Regions from separate parts of the Mus musculus genome. Here region 1 is linked to region 2. A link is a contact called in public Hi-C data. All regions are on one chromosome and are shown on one strand. The core of a region is the stretch at or near the end of the contact, and the rest is flanking DNA. Distances in the headings are between cores, read along the strand shown. Region 1 has its middle 53 kb from the start of Vapb. Region 2 has its middle 27 kb from the start of Stx16.

Region 1 (4,188 bases), core at 596-3,095, 260 kb after region 2:
CTCCCACCCGTGTCTCTTATCACAGATCTTGAACAATCCTATATGAGGCTAATGATGCATGCAGAGGAAAGCCCTTGGCCTCTCCGAGACAGTGTGTGGTTCAATCAGGCCAAGGAGACTGCTCTAACTTATTATCCATTCTTCTCTGGGAGAGGGGAGGGGGGAAGGCACCAAGTTAATATTCTCTGTGGGTCTCAGACAGCTACGAGTGTTCCTGGCATATTTACCAAAGTACAAGAAATAATTAGATTATTTACAGTCCTGGACTACATGGCAGTAGGGAGGGAGGTTAGCCCTGTGGGGATGACAGTAGGTGTCGAGGACACAGCCATGGCTGAGCGAGCCTCTGAGGCTTGAAGCAACCATGCCAACGTTCATCATCAAATTTAAATCTTTTAATAAAGTTAAACAGCCTGAAAAATGTTCTCACTGGTTATTAAAGTCAACCAACGGGACTATAGTTCCAAAGAAAAGACATGTGGGAGAGAGGAGAGAGGAACAAAGCAGGGGTGAAGCCCAGCCTGCTGCGTACTCCCAATACCCCCTCCCTCATCCCTCCATTGTGCCTCCTATACGGAGCACCGAAGCTCTGGCTGTCTGCAGCAGCGTCCAGCCAAGGCTCCCTACACCCCAGATGTGTCTGCCTCTCTGTTTCTTGATTGCAGAAGGGGGCTGGCTGGGGATCTCTGCCACATGTCCTCCCTCGGCACTTTCATTCAAGTCTCAGACTGAATACTATCTCCTCAAGAAGACTAGCATTAGTGCCTCCCCCCAAAACATCACCCCCCCCCCTCTCTTCCACCCACCATGGCCACATGTTGATCAGTGTTAGAAGGGCTTTTAATTCATTCATGTCTATCTTCTAGACAATGTAACCCCATCTCAGCATCTTCCCGGTGGGCTCAGAAATGCCTGGGGCCGGGTGGAAAGGGCCTGAGAACATAGGTGACTCTTGAGGATACAGGGACTGGTGAAAGCCAAAGGCCACTTGTGGCCTCCCTGGTGGGAAAGACTGAAGCAGTTTCTCTGTAGCTTCCATATGGAGACATGTGGGCACAGAGAGGGGCTTGGCACAGGGCTTCACAGTAAGCAGAGGCTTGGGTCAGCTAGATCCCGGCTGGGGACAGAGGTCAGGGCGTTCTAGGAGGAATGTGGGGGCTTCTTGCTGTAACAGGGAAGGTCATTTGGAATGGCTCAGCAGGTCCTGTGCTACCTGGTTACATACGCTAAATCAGAGGGTGCTTCCGGGCTGGGCTTCGTTCGCTATGCCCACTATGGAGAGAGCTGACAGAAGAAAGCCTCTTTTAGTGAGGAGAGAAGTGGTGGGCAGAGGCCAGGGCCTCGAAACCCCCAGGCCTTGCCACCCTGGCAGAGAGAGAGACCCAGAAGCATTCTCCTTGGCAGAAGGGAAGAGCCTAGTCTCGGCTGTGAAAAAACAAAACAAAATTAATGTTCTCCACTGTGTGTGCAGTCACGTTGACAGGGAGGCAAAGCCCGTGCGGTTGATAATTTCACAGTGCAAGTCCCAGGAGAGCAAAAGAGCTTTTTTTCTTTTTAATAAAAAGTTTAGATTGTACACAGCTCTCGGAGGCCCGTTAGCTACCAGACTCTGCCTAGCAGAGGCCGTTGTTTCTTTGCTTTTCTCTAAGCGAATGTGTTTAATCTCCCAGCGGTACCACCGAGCAAAGAAGCAGTGTGTGTGTGTGTGTGTGTGTGTGTGTGTGTGTGTGTGTGTGTGTGTGTGTGTGTGTGTGCTGCTGACGCTCGCTCGGCCTCTCCGTGTGTCCTCTCCTGGGAGCCAGGGTGACTCAGGCTCTGGCTGGAGCCTCTGACGCAGGTGGAATTGCATTAGGGCCCTGGCAGGGGCTGGTGCAGGGCCATTAGTCACTGATGAGGGCTGGGGGCAGGGGTTGTTCCCACTTACAGAGGTGGGCTTCGGGTGGCAGCCGTCCACCTCCCGTCTGCTCAGAGCTAGTCACCTGAAGAGATGGAAGACCCACTTCCACAAAGGGCAGAAATCATCCGTCCACACTGGAGGACTCTCCTATAGTCCAGGCAGCCCCCTCCTCCATGCCAGCCATTCTGTGGTCATCTCTGTTTTCTCACAGAGCTCAGCCCACTCCTTCCGGCTCCTTCAGCCCCTGCTCAGCTGGGTTGTCGCCCCCTACATCTCCATCACACATTTATCAACAACATCCTGTTTATTCACTTGGATCTCCAGAACAGCAGACCTCCTGTCAGGGCCCCTGCTGGGCCTCCCGCTTGCAGTGTCACCTGGCCCTGCAGGCGGGAGCTTACCAAACACTGGCTGAATGGGTAAATGCCGCCCGCATCCTGTCTGGAGGCTCAGGATGGGCTATTAAGTATCTACAAGGCACACACTGGCTTTAAGCACTCTCCATACTGCTTTTTCAGAAAGAATGGACGGAGCCAAACGCAGACATAAGACCTGGAGGACACTTGGCTCTCTTGGGGTAGTTGGTTTTAGAGCATCGAGGGTAACTCCTGTCTCAGATCAGGAGGCCACGGGACCTGACACTGTCCCAGGCACCCCAAGGGACCGAGAGGTCCTGAACCCCTTGAAAGAGCCATAGGTCGGTCAAGCCTCCTGCCCTGGCCCTGAAGGCCTGCCCCACAGCAGGTGACTGGCAGAGGGCTCTAGGCCATCCAGCCCCCAATTAGAAAACCAACAACACTGTGCAGACTTGTTGAGGGGGGCCTCCTCCCAGTGTGTTGCCCTTCCTAGGGGGCATTTAATAATTGATATCTTAGTCCTGGGGTACCTTTTAAATCTCTTAGACTAAGGGGAGAAGTAACAAGCAAAGGAGGTCTTGTTTGTTAAAAGAAATGCAAGACACCTCAGGAGGGAGTCCGGCTTTCAGACTCTGAGCTGAAGAGGGTCAGGGCTCTGTTCCTCTCCCTCCACTTCCTTCAGAAGTTCTAGGCTAAGTAGAAAGGGAGAAGAGAATGTGGCCAGCAAGATGGGAGTGAGACTGAGGCTGGGATGGATAGGTAGTAGCTCCTCCCTGACAGTAGGCCTTGGAGAGCTGAATTCGTAGGTGGTCAGGATAAGGCTCAGAAGCAAGCTCATGTGTCACAGGTCTGGGCTTAGAGAACTGGCTGCCTGGCCAGCTTACAACAACAGAAGAGCAGAAGGGCTGGGCACAGGGCATCTTTGCAGTGCTTCTAAGTGTGTAAATTAAGGAGTTGTGTCCAGCTAGAGCCAGAGAAGAACCAAACATTCAACCCCTTGGAGTCAGCGACAACCAGGAGCAGAATTATCATACTGAGAATGATATGGGCTGTGAATCGAACCCTAGTGTTAGATAGCGCACAGCATCCTGTTGTCCATGGCTTCCATAGAGGAAGTGAGCAAGAGCATGCAGCCAGATAGCAGATGGAAGATTTTAACCCTTTAAATATGCACAAAGTCATGTGCTAGACCAGACAAAGGCCTGTGTTTGATTCTAAGCACCACAGAAAACAGAAAAACAAACAAACAAACAAACAAACAAATAAAAAACCTGCCTTTCCCAGTTTCTTTGGCTAGAAAAAGCAAACATGTATCAAAGAACAATTATGTCCCTAGAGGAAAAAAAAATCTACATCTGCTAAATATGGTGATGAAATAGGAGGGGCAGGAGCTCAAGGCCAGCTTCAACTTTGTAGTAAGTTGGATATTAGCTTGGATCACAGGAGATCCTATCTCTAGAAATAATTCCCAAACACCAAACATACATACATACATACACACAAGAAGCAGTTGTCACTCACAAATACAAACTGGGAAAGAAAGAAATCTTGAAAATTACAATATGCAGGAGGCAGAGGCAGATGGATCTCTGTGAGTTAGAGACCAACCTGGTCTATATAGAAGGTTCCAGGCCAGCCATGGTTATATTGTGAAACTTGTCAAAAAAAAAGAAAAAAAAAAAAAAAAAAGCAGAAAAGTCAAAAGATTGTAAGTTAGAGTTGAAAAATTTCCCAGAAATAAACAGCAGAAATTTGGGGTGATTTTAGATTTTTTTTAAAGGGAACTATTAGAAGTGAAATGATGTTTTCAAAATCCCCAAAGGCACAAGCAACCTTGACTTTTATATCCAGTACAACTATCTAGTCAAGTGTGAGGACAGAATGGGACAGCTTCCTGTATTTTTCTCAGAAAAATTATGTCCCACATATGCCTTT
Region 2 (4,355 bases), core at 866-3,365:
CAGTGGATGAAGGCTCTTGCTGCCCAGTGAACGATACCAGGTTGATGACCTGAGTTCAGTTTCTGGAAGCAGAAGGACAGATTGACTGAATAAAATTGCCCTCAAACCTCTGCACACAGACCATGGCATGTATCCCCCTCCCACAATAATCATGAACAGTTTTACAGCAGGACTGGAGAGATGGAACAACGATTAGGAGGGTTTGTTACTCTTGCAGAGAACTCGAGTTAGGTCCCTAAAACCCATGCCACGTAGCTCACAAATGCTTGTAAGTCCAGTTCAAAGAGATACCTTTTTCTGGGTTCTGGGGTACCCCACTTTTGTGTTCTCTCTCTCTCTCTTTCTTCTCCTAAAATAGAATAAATCTTTTTAAAAATCCAAACAATCAACACAGATACTCAGTCATGTTCAAACAAGCCAGTAACAGTATTCATAAGGAATCCAGTGCAGATGGCCCTTTTGTGAGCACTGAGAGTCTCAGTCCCCAGCTAAGCATCCTGAATGCAAATGCAAATGCCCTCTATCCAGGGACAGACAGACCCTCCCTTGGTGGTAAGACTAACCATCTTCAGGGAGTGAGCACCGGACATAGAGAGGGGTGGACCTTTTGCCCGGCCTTCTAGAAGCTCCGGTTGAGTCCGAAAGACAAGCTGTCGAGAGCCCCAGTGCTGATAAGGGTTAAATAGCGCTCGATACAACGTTCGCTGATAGTCAAGGCAGCACCTGATTAATTGCCCAGGGAATGGCTGGGATGATAAATGTTTTAGGAACTCCGAGGAGGGAGCCATTTCTCCAAGTCAAGCAGAACCGACAGACGCCACGGGGGTAATTGTGCCCTTTTGAAGGGGCCTGTGGGGCTGCTGTCTGGGGAGGTCATTGTCCCAAGGTAGAGACAGAAAAGAGCCTTTTAATTTTTTTTTTTTAAGGAACATCTGATGCTTCATTGGTTGCTCTTTGCTTACTTCTCCCCCCCCCCCCCTTTAGGAAATAAGAGGCAGCAAAAACTCGCTATTCATTTCCTTTCTACCTCCTTAAACCTCTTATCAACTTCTCTCTCTAACGTGGGGCTGGAATTCAGTGTTTATGTTATAGACCCAGAGGATGAAGATGCTGGCCTTCAGCCCCCAAAGCAACTGGGGTATCTCTCTCTTGGCAAATGGCTTCATGCCACATTACAAAATCATCCTTCTCAAGGAAGTGATAAGACTGACAAGTGTTTAGACTTTGCCCTAATTTTTCAAGAGGCTGAAGCAGAGATACTTCTCTGAAGCTCTTGGGTCCTGGTTTCAATTTGCTCCGGGTATCTATTGAGCATAAACAGCCCCTTTCATCATGGCCTGAACCATGAACTGATTCACAGATGCCCAAGGCTTTATCTCATCAGATCTCAATCTCATGGCCGAGTCTCTGTGAGCAAGGGAGGCTGTCTGACTGGCTAGAAACTCCAGGCCTGGATGGGAAGATGTCACATCTTGAGATAGTGGGGGGCTGGAGGGGGTGGGGGTGGGGACCAACACGAACAAATGCAAACAGCCCTTCGTGAGCTATGATGGGCAGGTGCAGCTGCCTCCCAGCCCAGTGGGGCCAGCTCCAGGCTCTCCTGTCCCCAGCAGCAGGAAAGCAGATGGCTGGTGATGGATCACAGGGCTGTCATCTGCGGGGGCTGAATGGTGATGTCACAGCTGGGGAGGGGGCTTCAGGAGCTGGGAGAGGCCCAGAGAGAAGTGCATTAGGTTGGAGGCTGGACTTACATGTGGTGTCTTCTCTCTCTTTCTTTCCCCTCCCCCCTCTTTTATTGCTCAGAACTAAGAAACTTGAACCCCTGTGAAAAATCTAACATCTGAACAAACATAGCCCTCAGGGTAGTTAAAGCATGCCCTGAGCCCAGTCCTTCTTAAATGGCTATTGGGGGATTTTGCTAGGATGTTCCCATGGTGTTAAAAGCCAGGCTTTGGGGACAGAATTGGTGACAGGTCCTACAGAGCCACACCACTAAGCTAGGGGCGTGACACCTATTCTCTCAGTTTCCTCCCCCTCTAAATGGGGCTGTGGAAGGCATGCATACAAATAGCACACACGGAGGGTGAGAGGTGAATTCCCCACCCCCACCCCTGCAAGGGCAAGCACAGAGCACCAGCTGTGGGCAGATGAGACTGTACAGGCAAAGCCCCTCCCACCCTGGGAGTTCTTGTTGCAATGAGACTCCTTTGGATTTTTCTCAGTACTCTCTAGAGCAGGAGAGGGCAGATGCTTGGGAGGAGACAGCATAGATCACTTGCTCAGAGGTCCAGAGGTACAGGAGGATGAGGTAAGCAGCAACAGAGGCTGCTGAGAGGCTGTGGGAGCATGGTCAAGCCAAGGGAGTAGATAACAATTTCCAGTTTAAACAGTGACAGAAGCTTGGAGGCAAAAACACTCATGCATTTACAGGGCAGGGTCCTAGCTAGCGGGAAACAGAGGCAAGAGAAGAAGGGGGCTGGGGAGTCTGTTTTATTTCAAATTATAAACAAGTTCCGTATGTTGATTCTCAAGGAAGGCAGCCTTGGCTCCAAAGAGGCTGACAGTTATTTGTTGATCTTATGGAAACTATATCATCAAATATTTCACCATTGCTTGAGTTCTTGGGAGAAACAATATCTCATGAGTTCCTCCAGCATACAATATCATCAGGACAGAAAGCTGGAGGAATTTATGAGGAGGCAAAACTTCCAGAGACCCAGGCATCCTTGGATAGGATGGGCTTCACCACTTCTGTGAGTTGGGTGTTCCCAGCAGCAAGACCCAGAGCAGCCACAAGCTTGTCCCACTGTCACCATTGATAAGGCTGCTTCTTGCAGAGGCTCCTGCCATTGCCCTTGCTAGTGTGATGGAGCCCAGGCTCAGAACCCTGGCCTCTGAAGTAGACGTATCCAAAGGGAAGTGATAAGCATGGCCTCCCAGATGAGGTGTCTGTAGGATATCACCAGGTCCACACGCTCACTGGGTAGCAGCGCCCTGCAGCTCCTCTCATTGACACCATGCCCTCTAGAATGACACCCTGCATCTTTCTAAGGGAATCCTTCTCAGTAAGAATTCCCAGGGTCTCCCCTCAACTAGTCCTCTTTATACAGGAGCATCACACAGCTCATAAAGGTTACACAGGCACACCCTGAGTTCAGGCGAGACATGGCACCAGGCACTCAAAGGATGTCTCAGGTCACTTTGATGAAGGTAGATCTCCCTTCAGTGGATCAGGAAACAGGATCTGGGAGTGGAAGAGGATCATGACAGCTAATCCTAGTTGTTGGCTCTGAGCAAGTCTATGAAGGATTGTTTAGATATGGCTGGCTGAAGTAGGAAGAGTCCACCCTGAATGTGGGCTGGGGTCTCAGACTGAATAGAAAGGAGACAGTGAGCCAAGCGGCAGCCTTTTTTTCTGTCTGTGTCCTGACTGCAGACACAACATGGCCAGTTGCTTCAGGCTCTACCACCGTGATTTGCCAGCCATGATGGACTGCTTCTCTGAATCATAAGCCAAAATAAACTCCTCTTTCTTTAAGTCGCTTGGTCCTGTGCTTTGTAACTGAGTAGGGCTTGATGAAGAAAATGGGTCATTTGAGCCTGCTCTTCACCATCAAATCCTCTCCAATTTTGAGGCTCCTCTTGTTTGAGTTTGCTTTCTATTCCCGAGATAAACGCCACAACCAAAACCAATTTAGAGGAATGGAATATTTATTTCTCTTAGACTTCTAGGTCACAGTCCATCCCTGGGAGAGCAGAAGCCATAAAGAAGTGCTATTTTCTGGCTTTTGCTTAGCTAACTTTTTTACCTGGCTCAAGACCACTTGCTAAGGGAGAGTGCCACCCATAGTGGGCTGGGACCTCTCCTTATAAACATACTCATGAGCCAATCCAAGCTCAACAATCTCTCAGTTGAGACTCTCTTTTCATGTGACTCTAGGCTGTATCAAGTTGACAGTTAAAGACAACTAGGACACACCACCCCTTGGCCACTTCACACACGCATGTTCATGCACACGCATGCATACACACACACATGCATGCACATGCACATACACAAATATTACTTTAAATCATGACCTTTCAAGTCTCTGTTCCCAAGATATTGTGTTAATATTACAATACAAAGCCCAGTACAACTTTAAATGTCCTACAGTGTGAAACTAGAGAGCTGATTCAGAGGTCAAGGTCACTGGCTGCTCTTACAAAGGACCTGGGTTTAGTTCTCAGCACCCACATGACAGCTCACAACCACCGAGGGGGTCCAATGGTCCATCTTCTGGCCTCTGTGGGTACTAAGCATGCATGTGGTGCACATACATAAATGTAAAACGTTTAAAATCTTTTTTTCTAAA

The links. A called contact is a pair of places that touch in the nucleus more often than the background predicts.
Region 1: a Hi-C map of the N1E-115 cell line shows a contact between it and region 2, with 4 times the contacts expected there. The contact joins two enhancer-like sites. A contact is called at or near these places in 5 of 484 Hi-C or Micro-C datasets (the AML12 cell line, the N1E-115 cell line, cortical neurons and 2 more) and 4 of 115 datasets of contacts at active chromatin or transcription factors (differentiating embryonic stem cells, embryonic basal ganglia, embryonic midbrain and 1 more).

Annotation. Positions count from the first base shown.
Region 1 is chr2:173,788,083-173,792,270 of GRCm38.p6, reverse strand. It overlaps the pseudogene Gm14371. Among named protein-coding and RNA genes, the nearest start is that of Vapb, 53 kb to the right of the region's middle. Within about 2 kb of position 1,845, at least 109 of the 459 cell types and tissues checked have an H3K27ac peak or open chromatin away from gene starts, as enhancers often do. A contact at or near this core is called in the N1E-115 cell line, where this site is marked.
Region 2 is chr2:174,047,506-174,051,860 of GRCm38.p6, reverse strand. No RefSeq gene overlaps it. Among named protein-coding and RNA genes, the nearest start is that of Stx16, 27 kb to the left of the region's middle. Within about 2 kb of position 2,115, at least 49 of the 459 cell types and tissues checked have an H3K27ac peak or open chromatin away from gene starts, as enhancers often do. A contact at or near this core is called in the N1E-115 cell line, where this site is marked.